Linked DNA regions of Gossypium hirsutum: region 2 is linked to region 1. Evidence: chromatin contacts called from public Hi-C data. All regions are on one chromosome and are shown on one strand. Each heading gives the region's core, a stretch centred on a gene start, on an enhancer-like site or on the middle of the called end of the contact. The rest is flanking DNA. Distances are from core to core; before and after follow the strand shown. Region 1 holds the start of LOC107951922 (probable inactive ATP-dependent zinc metalloprotease FTSHI 2, chloroplastic). Region 2 holds the start of LOC107951928.

Region 1 (6,005 bases), core at 1,803-4,302:
GTTCTTGTCCACCAGAACCTTTGATTAAACCACGCTCTCTTCCAACAGCATCCAACTCATCAATAAATACGACTGAAGGGGCCTACCAAAATTACATAAAGTGATGGAATGTTGTACTGAAGGTCAACAAAGTAGTTTGGAAGCAGCCAATTGAAAAGCAAATTAAAGCTGGTACTTTAATAGATCCACTATCAGAAAATAATGTAAAATTGGACATATAGATGTGACCCATATAAATAGAACTCAAGTTATACATGCAGAGAGAAAAGAGAACATAAAGCAACTAAAATAAAGACGACACTTACATTTTCCTTTGCTTCCTGATAAAGTGCTCGGACACGGGATGCACCAACCCCAACATATATTTCCACAAACTGAGAAGCAGATATGGAGAAGAAGTTTACACCTGCTTCACCAGCTACAGCTTTTGCTAGTAAAGTTTTCCCAACCCCAGGAGGGCCACAAAGAAGTATTCCACCTGATTAAGAAATCCATACAACCTGAAATAAGCCTCTGCAAAGCACTAAAAATGATATGACTAGTAAAATAAAGCAAAACAAGCAATAGAAATAAATTTGATGTTTCTATCATGTTTTACTAGGCACATGCAGCCACAAAAAGTGTTCAAACCAGATGAGAAAAAAGTTCAATGAAACCAGAAATAGGAAGGCAATAGAAATATTTTATGGATCTGTATTATCTTAAAACGGATGATCAGCTTACAATGATGTCTTACCGAAAGAAAAAAAAAAAACAGTTATAAGTAGTTTCTGGATTTCCCTTTTGAGAATACATATGAATGTATATCAAGATAACAAATGGACCAAATTTATTATCTAAGATCAGAGAAGAAACAGAAATAAGGAAAATGTCACATCACTTTTGAATGTTGACCAACTTCTGTTTAAAATGAGAAGACCAGCCAAAATTTGTGGAAAACAACTATCTAATCAGTGTCATAAAGGGATCAAGGATGAGAGTTCCGCTCAGTGACTGAAAAAGGAAAAAAGAAAGGCACAAATACCTCTTGCAAACACGAATGTGGTAAGTATAATGAAACAGAAAGGCTCATCAGATATTCAGCAATCCAGATCAATAACAACTTAATAGTTGTCTTATAGAACTGAATAAACATATCATTATACCATATGATAAAATGCTATAATTCTTTGAACTTTGCGTTATCATCTTTATTTAGAGGTAAGTTGACTACACATGATCCATGAATTTACTGCAATTTTCGTTTAGCCACTTTAAGTGTTACATTCCTACAAATTTAGAGTTTGGGTAGTGATCTCAAAGTAAAAAAGAAAAAGGAAAAAGCTGATTCATCCAATTATAAGCTCTTGTATCCAGGTTGTTAACTTGTCAGTTGTCATGCCAAAGACTTAAGGTAAACAAGACATAACAACTTGCTTGCATGTAGGTTTCGAGTATAACTTCATTGCAGAATATTGAATTTTAAAATAAATTTATTCAGGTTTAGAATTTTTGACCTGGTATTCTTACTCCTCTTCTTCGGTACATCTCCCCATGTGTGAAAAATTTGACTATTTCCTCAAGCTCAAGCCGGATTTTGCCAAGACCTGCAACGTCTGAGAACTTGACATCCACTACTCTCTCCAAATACTGTGGCAGTCTCTTATTTTGTGCTCTCCGCACGCGTGCTCCTGACTTCATGAATTGCATAGCCATCTTCAAATAAGGATTCTGCTCACCTCCCCCTTGCTCAGCCTCATCATCCTCCCCCTCAATTCCTTCCAGTTCCCTCTCCAACTCCCTCATCTTTTTTCTCTCTTCTGCCTCTGCCTTCTCAATCTTCAACCTATCCTCGTAATCCTTCTTCTGCTTTCTGTAACTAAGCACCACTGTCCTATAAAATATCACAAAGAACACCAATCCAAGCGCAGTTGCAACATTTGAATCCTGAGCTAAACTGGCCCACATATTTGCCATACTTTGATAATTCCTTCTAGCATCACGCAATGACTCCTCATACTTCCTCTTCCTAATCTCTCGCTTCTTTCTCCTCTCATCCTCCTTCTTCTGCGCCTTCATAATCTTTTCAATCATCTCTCTCTCTTCCCTCATTCTCGCCAACTCCTCCTTTTTTTGCCTCTTAAACTCCTCTCTTTGTCTCCTAATTTCCAGCGCCCTTTTGGACTCCTTCTTCGGCTTAAACCACGACAACATAAATGCAGGCACCCTCCATAAAAATCCCAAATAAGGAGAAGGCACCTCAGGCCTCTTAATTGGAGGTGTATATGCATTAACACACAAAGATTCAATCTTTAACTCATCCCATGAATCCCAAAACTTCCTATCACTATCTATTGAAGGCAAAACAGTTCTTAACACCCTAGAATCTTCTAAAACTACTAAAACTGGCTCTGCCCTTTGCTTCAAACTAGCACTAGGCGGCTTAATTAAATGTTTAAGCTTTCCCTCATGTTTCAAACTGAGAATTTCAGTATATGGAATCCGGTTGGTTACAACTGGAAGATTTTTCGACCATTGTTTTATCTGCTCAGGGGTCAAAGCTTCTTGAGTTTTTTTCTGAGTTTTTTTCCTATCAGATACTTTAACTGCAGCAAGAGAACTTTGTTGTGGAAATGAAGTGGAGATTATAGTAAGAGTAATGGGTAAAGCAACAAAATTGAAATGGGTTTTCTTGGTTTTATCATCATCATCGGAACTATTGCTCTTAGAGCTATAAATTTGACAAGAAATTGAAGGGTAAGAGCTGAAGAAAAATGGGTTTTGAGGTTTGGGTTTTAAAGATGGAAGCTTTGGGTACAATGAAGAACCAAAAGAGAAATGATAAGCCATGAAAAAACAATGAAGAAAAAAAAATGTGAAGAGAATTATGAGTGAAAATGAACAGAAAAGAATTTCACTATGTTAAGAGATCGAAAGAGATAGACTTACGTAGTGAAACGAAACTGAGACATTGTAGTTAAGGTTATTGAACATTCGATTTAGTCGAATAGGAAGCCTAAGACACAGCATTTTATTCTTTTCTTCTTTCTCTTCAAACCTCTCCCGGATAAAAAACTGCGTCCCCGACCAACAAGAATATTAAACCTTAGTGTTAAACGACGCCGGTTAACATCTATAATAAACCCGCATTAATATTTTGGGTAAAGTACAAGATAATCACCTAACTATGCACTTCATTTTATTTTGGTCACCCAACTATTAATTTTTTGATTTAGTCACTCAACGTTTTGAAATTAAATATTTTAGTTACTCTCCTTTTAGTTGTTGTTAGTTGTGGGCTGGAAAGCTAATGTGAGCTCTTTTTTTATTAACCTAATAACAAATTTAGTCCTTTCAATGTTTACACATTTTATCAATTTGATCCTAAATAAAAAAATATAACAATTTCTACAAAGAAACAATTGGATTCTTTCTCACTCTCAACAATATACACTCTCTAACCCTCTTTTCAACCACCATACCTGATGCATCACCATCTTCAACTCACCCTCACCATATTAATTTCATCTACTCTCAAACCTAACAAACACTAAAGCTTCTATCATCAAACCATTTTTCCTTCAGCCCAAAACTAGTTAAACAACCACAAACATCACGAACTCACCATCTTACCCGTTTGCACGATGCTATCACCATCACCATTTTCCCCTCAAGTCCTACACACCACTCCCACCAACCATTTACTCGAGACCCGCCATATGCTAAGTCTCAACCACCTCTCTTTTAACCCTAACCCAAAAGCAACCCCAAAATACTTTAAAATCCTAGCATACACAACACCCTTAATACTTGATAGTCATAAAAACAACCAATAAACCAACAACCATTAAGATCTTTACTTTAGAGAGGAAAATTTAGCACCATATGCAAAAGAAGAAACGAACCAAAAGATTTAGGAAAAAAAAGTGAATTGAAAAAAAAACAAAAAGAACTCATATTGACTTGGCTTGGCTTAGTTTGGTTTAAGTGGTTCGGGTTCAACTCTTAGTGATCCCAATAGAAAAAAAGTTAATTGTTGACCAAAGGAGTAAAAGGAGGCCGAAACAATAGTGGATAAAGAAGACAATCTAAATAGTGGTGCAACTATTAGAGAAGTAGCAACGATTGGTGGTTGTGGCACAACATTGGACAATCAAAGGTTTTGAAAAAAAAAAGAAAGAAAATAAGAGAGAAAAAAGTAGAGGAAGTGAAAGAGTAAATAGAGAGGAGTGTCAATGGTGCTAGATGCTGATAAAGGTGAGTTGAATATGGTGATGCATCGTGTATGGTGGTTGATAAGAGGGTTGATAGGTGTCTTGCCGATAGTGAGAGAGGGATCAATTGTTTCTTGATAGAACTTTTTAGATTTAGGATCAAATTGATAAAATGTGTAATCATTAGAGGGCTAAATTTGTTATTAAGGCAATAAAAAGGTCAACATCAGCTTTTTGTCCCATAGCTAATAGCAACTAACGAGAAAGTGACTAAAATATTTAATTTCAGAAAATTGAGTGACTAAATAAAATAATAATAATACTTGGGTGACCAAAATAGAACTAAGTGCATAGTTAGTGTCTATTATTGTAATTTACCTTAATATTTTTGTTTACGACTATATGTATAGTGAAACTAAGGTATCTATGATATTTGTCCCAATAATGTCATTTCAAAGTTTGAATCTAAATTCTCTTTATGAAATTATAGTGAACCTTACTATCAGGGCGGTCTTCCCCTTGGAATTTTTAGATATTTTAACTTTATATATAAACTATCATGTATTTTGGATTTGGTGTCCACATTGTATAACATTCGCCCCCTTAAGTCATAAGGTTATACTTTATATTAACAAAGTATTTTTCAGTTTTTAATTATATAACTTTAATAATAATAAAATATTAATGTATGATGGGTCTTGAAATACTAAATTTAGAGGTCCAATATGGACTTTGAAGCCAAATTCCAAAATTAATTGATTTGGCCTATACCTACACATAATAGGTTAGCAACTTTCTTGTATTTTGATTTGTATATCTTACTAAGGAATTATCTTCCTCTAGTAAGGTACCGACATTTCCAAAAGAAAAAACAAAGGAGTTTTATGCTGAGAGTGAGAGCACAGAGTAAAAAAATATAAATTATCTTCCTCTTGGCTCCTTATGTAAAAGACTTCTCGGTAAATATTTTTGCATAAATTATGTTCTTTATTTATTTGACTTATTATTTTTTTCCTTTTTCCTAATATGTTTTTATTTAAATATTATTACAATCTTCAGGTTTTACGATTATATTATGGTCAATAAAAAGATCAAATCTTTTTTCAAGAAAAGGGTGTTAAAAAACAATAATAATCAATCGGTTCTTTAAATTTTTGTTATTAACAGAGAAAAATCAAATATCAGATCTTCCCAAGCTCTTAAACGAGATATTAGGTATTCTCAAATTCCTAAATGTCCTTATAAAGTGTTGAAAGTCGAAACAAAGGAGTTTGATGCTTCTTCTTTGGAGCGTGATCCGGGGGCTTAAAAAATCTATTTGGAATTACCCTCCAAATCAATAGGACTAAGTCCGTCGAGCTTACTTTAAGTTTGGGCCATATCAACGGATTCCTCCAAGTGAGGCTCTAACATTTCCTCAATATATTGACAAGAATGGACACCGATTTCTCCCATCTTAGTACAAGTTATTCCCGGATTGGCTCGAGCTGTTACCAAGTAAGAATGCCACATATTGTCTTCCTTTTTTTTCTCTTCAATAATACATTTGGGCATTATGGAAATACTTTTACAAGCCAATGATTTTGGTCATGGAAGAAGGTTAGTGAAGGATCTAAATGTCCTTGTGTTACTCATATAGGTAAGGATGAAAATTCTTTATATAAGAATGAAATGAAAAATTATCTCAATCTTCAAAATTCCTTGAAAAATATTGAGAGGATAATTGAAAAAAATTCTAAACAAGTTGTAATAAATTGACTACTGCTCAATGTGTCAATAGATATTGTCAAGTGGCTTGTATTTGAAGGTTGT
Region 2 (6,005 bases), core at 2,044-4,543, 420 kb before region 1:
TGAGTTTTGGTAAAACACAAAGCTCTAAATATGGAATAATGCAGCGGAAAATGAAATGAGTTTCAAAGGTCATAGATGATGTTGAATCTGAGTTGCTTACCACACCGATGTGCCATTCATGGCTTTGGAACTCTCGGAATGTCGTTGCATCCATCTCCTGCAGTAGCATGACTCAAAATATTATCATAAAATAGAATATAATGTTGTAGTTTTCAACACAAGTGTTATTGTTCCCTCATTCATTGACTCCTGCTTATGGAACGTGGTTCGCTCTTATGAGCCTTGTTTAGTCGGACAGCATAAATGTTCTTAGGGTTTTACGAGAAGGTAAGTACTAGACAAGCTATTGATGTAGTTTCTAAAGATAAAATGATGGAAAGGGTAAAGCATGATTGACTCGAATGATACACTGGGATGTAAAAGCATCATAGTAAAGAAAAGAGATATCAACTGCAAGATGGATGTTCTTCCAGGTTTCGAAGCACATAATCAACATTTATGACTAAATTCTCCGATCAGAAAGGGTACCAACAAGGATGTTATTTGATGATTACATCCGCCAACTTTCAGATTAACATTTATAAACATGTTATTTCTTGGTCTTTGAAACAAAGAAAATCCGGAATGAGACGAGCTGAGTCAACTGATGTAAAAGTCAATTTAATAATTAGTTGAATGCAAATTAAGGTTTCAAATTTCTCCGTCGACATGGAAACTAAATGCTATCTCTAGAAGAGTCTATTACACAAAGCAAAAATCTGTTTTCAAATAGCAAATTAACTTACTATACGATAGATCGGAGGGACCATTAAATCCACTTTAGATTTTAAAGTCGGCATAACCGAAAAGCGTGGTGCCAATTCTTGTGACCTAAAAGTCCACCTGCATATATAACAAACGGGAAAAAGCTGTTAAATATTGTATCAAAATGGCTCAACCTTAATGCCTAATCAATGGATTAAGCATTATCATATTATAGAAATACTTTTGATCAAAAAGTAGTGAGTACATTAGTGCCCGAAAACTAAATATTTCCAACGAAAGACTTGTGATTGTGTGATCCATACATACCCGATGTACAAAAATATGCAGAATTGAGCCCATTCTCGAACCAGCAACCGGAGCCAGTAATTCTCAGAGGAGTCGTCAATGTTTATGTATATCTGAAAATGAAAATATCGAGCAATCATATCACTCATGAACTTATATATATGTCAAAGGCAGAGAATGTGAGGTTGACATATTCATACCACAATTTCGGCCATAGCAACTATTTGCATAGCACCCTGAAATTTCCTGCCCATTTGTGAACGAAGCTTAACTTATGATCTAGTTGTCACTAAAAGCAATCCATACAAGATTAAAAATTTTAAATAATGGAACATACTTTAACATTCTGTACTTCATATAAACAGCATCGCGCATTGGTTGGACATCCTCATCCTCGATAAATGTTAACTGCTCACGCAACACTAACAGATTTTGCGATATATGGTGAAAAATTACATAAAAAGAAATCATGTAATTAAGAAGTAGAAGAACCTGTAAAACGGAGCAGTAATACGTCTTATTAGTACACTATTTTGAGGATGAAATAAGCCAAAGTTACAGTTAGTTAGCTAGCAGAACATATATTACATAATCAAGAAACTCACTGTGAAATAAGGTACGGAAGCTCGGTAACCAATGAGAGTCAAGTAAAATACACATCCAAGTGCGGCAGTAGTTCGACGCTCTGTTAGCGAAAGGCGTTCGCAGGTGATGCAGTATCCATGAGAGATGAGCAAAAAGGAAACGAATGAAACTGTCTGAAAGAGCACTCCAGTTACATACACCCCGAAAGACATCCACAGTGAACATAGCTGAAGATAAAAGCATGAGTACCTGCAAGAATGGTCCCTTTGAAATCCGAAAAATAACTTTTTTCACAAAATAAATAATGCAGTGGTTTCCTACTTGATAAGAACTACGGCCATATCGAGCAAATAAATATCATTAACTTACTCTTTTTATGGAAACTTTCCATTGCCTCCACTATATCAGATGTTCATGTCATCTCTTTACATGAATTCTCATTTCTAACTATTTAGACTCAAAGATAAACTAACCAAGTGTTATGCAAAATCAAAACTTACCAAAAAAGGAAGGATAGAGTGAGTTGCAAGGCTTTAATCAAGGGCAAAGATGCAAGAGTCCATTGTAAATTATTTATCTGTTCAAGTGTGATAATAAGAAAACAATTCATAAGAAAATCCAACAATTTGTCATTATTTGGTATCAAAATAGAAAATGAAAGACACAAAGGTTCCATTAAATGGCTTAACCTCATAGAAAACAACAACATAACATACTTGGAATTGGAAGGAACCTCCAAAGTTCAAAACCAATTGATTAAACTTTTAACTTTATATTTGGAAATAACTCAAAATTGAAATATTTACTGACTGCTTTCTTCTTTCATGCCGTACTTGTATCTAAATCATAAGAAAGAAAAATGATCGTAATTAAATCAAAAACTAAACCCAGATTTTTTATAGGAAATAAAAATGAAAAAGAAAAACGAGAAAGGAATAAGGTTCCTGTAAGGGAGTCAGCTTGATTGAATCACTTACTAGTTTTCATTATCCATCAAATTCTGAGATAAGAAAATAAAATTCTAAACCCCCCAACCCCCGGCGCCAAAAAAAAAAGTTCAAAAATACGAAAGAAAAAAGAAAAAAACCTGGAAATGGCGGTTTTTGTAAGTGTTGAAAGTCCAAGAACAAGCGGAGAAGAACCAGATGAAAAGGAAAGACAAGTAAAGAGCAGGCAAAGGTCGATAGGAGTCGTCAAGTACGGCAAGATTGGACTCACCCATATCTGAGACGTTCATGATTGAAGGAAAAGGGAAAGGTTGGATGGGTATTTGGTAGTTTGGGTTGTGTTTCATTAACATCGATAGTTTTGAGTTTTACAATGTCGTTGCTTTGCTGCCTGCCCGCCTTTGTCCTTTGCCCTCTTTCCAACTTTGGGTTTTATGTCTGCTTCTTATACTAAGCTAGAATTTTGCATTTCTTTTATACATTTCCTTTTTTCTTAGATATTTTCTAACACTCAATTCTCTTTCCTTTTTTTTTTTTGGCTTTTGCCAAATTAATGGATTTCTTATTTACTCTTTTTTTTTTTAAAAAAATTAATTAAAGATTTGTCTTCTTAAATATATATACTTAAAGGAACCAGCAATACTGGATGCGATGTTTGGAGCAAAAAGACCACCAAAAGTTCCCGAAAGATAAATTAAGGATTCAAATGTTGACACAAACATTACAGATTGAATTTAATAAAAAAATATTAAAACCTGAAAATAAAAATATCATTGGCAATATATAAAAGATTTTTATATTTTTAAAATTGTTAAATGTATTCATATTTTATAGCAGCAATCAGTGTTTGTTAATTAAAAATAGGTAAGCTATTGAAAATAAAGTTGTATGAGTAGATGATAACAACTACGAAGACTTTGTTAATTATGTATATTTTAAAACTCAAAATTCGGGAAAAGGTGGAGAGGGTAGAGTTTTAAGTTTTAAGAATGTAAAGATGATGGGGCATTGTTTTTAGGAAATGAAGTTAGTGGTTACAAATGCATGTTGTTTTCATTCAACAAAACCACCTCTTTACTAGGCTACAATTAGGATGTACCAAATCATCAAAAACATTAATCTTTTTTAAAAAGATATATAATTTTAAAAATTTCGAAATTTAATTATGTATAAATACTATGGTTGGCTCTCAATTCAAATTGAGTAATTTCAATTTTACTTTGGTTATCATGACAAATTAGGATTATATTATACAAAAATAAAATAAAATAAAATTTTAAATTCAAATTCATAATCCCAATCATAAATGAGTTTTAAGCAAAATCCTTGATATATTTCAAAATGACTCCAATTGCATCAAGCGTCTTCTTTGGTACCAACGTGGAAAGCACCATTATGATTCAATTCAACCCCCCCCCCCTTTACGCTTATAATTTATTTTAATTTATTTCCTTAATGTTTGTCCACCAAATCTTTTTTCTCAGGGAATGTTCACCAAACAAGTTGATTTTGTTTAGGCGACTGACTTTGACCTTCTTCAAACTATGTAATAATAATATTGAATGGATTTTTTTAATTATAAATTAAGAAAATTGTTTATATTTGATGTATTATTTTACTGAATAAACAAAGAAGCAGCAGCAGCAGCATTAGAAGATAAAAGAACATGTGACTTGTTGAACTGATATCTTATATTTCAAGTAATCCTAATCCATTTCAGATATAAAAAAGTTGGAAAATCTTGGCATTATAAACATCATATTTTAGGGTAAAATAAAACATGAGGGGAGATTGACTTAAGAAATATTAGTGGAAGGCATGGGCACTGCATATTGGTAGGCAGCCTATTGTTTCAACCACTTTGAGAATTAGATTTGATGATAACCCACCCACCATCCACCTTTAATCAAATCAATATCAACATTTTTATTTTTGCAAGTCCTTACATATGCACTTTGGGCTTATCTCATTGGGGGGTACATAGCTAATTGCTTACCAATTTTAGTGCGGGGGAAATTGAAACTATTTTTAAAAAATCAGATGAACCATTTAAACGACAAAACAAAACATAAAAAGGATAATTTGTATTCAAGTTATGGAATTAGTCTCATTAATTTGAATCAATTTTGTTCATATATTTCACTAGTTTGAAAATTTCAGCTCAATCGTTTATAACCTTGATTTGTTTTTGTCCTTAATTTTGGTGAAGTGGTGCTGACATTGCTGATTTGGCGAACTTGGTCAGCAAAATTCTTGTCACGTTGATGATGTGATCTTTTTTTCTCGAGTGACTTAGAGCATGAAATGTCAAATGCAAGTTCTAGTCCCTGTATTTTTATGAAAATACAAATTTAATCTCTATAATGATTTTGATTTTTTTAGTGTTAAGTTATTTGAAATCTATTTTATTGAAAGAGACAATTCTTGTAACAAAAATGAAAGCAGAAGAAAAATAAATACAAATTAATAAAGCATTGCAAAAATTGAAAAGGAAAAAAAAAGGAGATCAAAAGAAAAGTCGCTTCCATACACCAAATCAACATCTTTCGAAACAAGCGAAACGGGGTGAAACCTAGCACCTTTCAGTCGAAGCATCAAAAGCAACAAAGTCCAAAGAGCTCATTAACAAACAATGTTAGTTCTTCAAAGAAGAAAAGCAATAAATCGGAACCCTCAATACTATGATATAAATGAATCCTCAATTAGGTAGATAGACCCACTATCTGTCTTCGTCAAAGGCAATGTCGGTAAAGGATGACACCTTTTGTACCATCTCTTACCTGGTCCGACAACAGACATGGATGAGTGATGTTACAATGACACTTTATTTACTTGAATACAGTTTTCTTTTTACAAAACATCAAATTTGCAACTTAATAAAATCCTTTAACACAATTTTAAACTTTAGAAAACTTTGAAAACATTTTAAAATAATTTTCTATGTGCTTGGACATGCCCAAAACATAAAATGCGGTCCCCAAGACTTAAAACGCCCAAAAATACAAGTTGTACTGGTACAGTGGAGAAAGTCTCAAGACTTGGCCTGAAAGTCTTAATACTTAAGCCATAAGTATTGAGACTTACCCTACTTGAGCTACTAACTTGAAAGATTTGATACCATAAGGGCTTACTTCTGATGAGGAGTTAGTACATTGATCCCATGTTTTGGTACTTTTGAAGTCAGTGACCAAAAGTTTTGAAATAGATAAGACTTGTCTCAGTACATAGCCTCATGTATTAGCAAATCTCTTGATGTATCAATACATGCCCTTCATTGTATCGAAATATTAAGTATTTGGAGCTGATTTTTTTTATTTAAATTTTAGTACTTGTATTGGTACTTAGGTCTCAGGTACCTGTACATGGATCATTGTCTGTACATTTTGGGTCTCATTGGTTGTTTCAAGGGCCATTTGAGTTTGT

What was found. A called contact is a pair of places that touch in the nucleus more often than the background predicts.
Region 2: a Hi-C map of leaf shows a contact between it and region 1, with 3 times the contacts expected there. The contact joins the promoter of LOC107951928 here to the promoter of LOC107951922 in region 1. A contact is called at or near these places in 8 of 34 Hi-C or Micro-C datasets (callus, leaf and petal).

The regions. Positions count from the first base shown.
Region 1 is chrA02:85,114,562-85,120,566 of Gossypium_hirsutum_v2.1, reverse strand. It overlaps LOC107951922 (probable inactive ATP-dependent zinc metalloprotease FTSHI 2, chloroplastic), which reads right to left and starts at 3,052. Exons shown (of 12, transcript XR_001698676.2): 1 at 1,497-3,052; 2 at 306-478; 3 at 1-82.
Region 2 is chrA02:85,538,769-85,544,773 of Gossypium_hirsutum_v2.1, reverse strand. It overlaps LOC107951928, which reads right to left and starts at 3,293. Exons shown (of 9, transcript XM_016887112.2): 1 at 2,723-3,293; 2 at 2,136-2,212; 3 at 1,656-1,884; 4 at 1,388-1,542; 5 at 1,251-1,296; 6 at 1,072-1,163; 7 at 786-882; 8 at 101-157. The coding sequence starts at 2,935.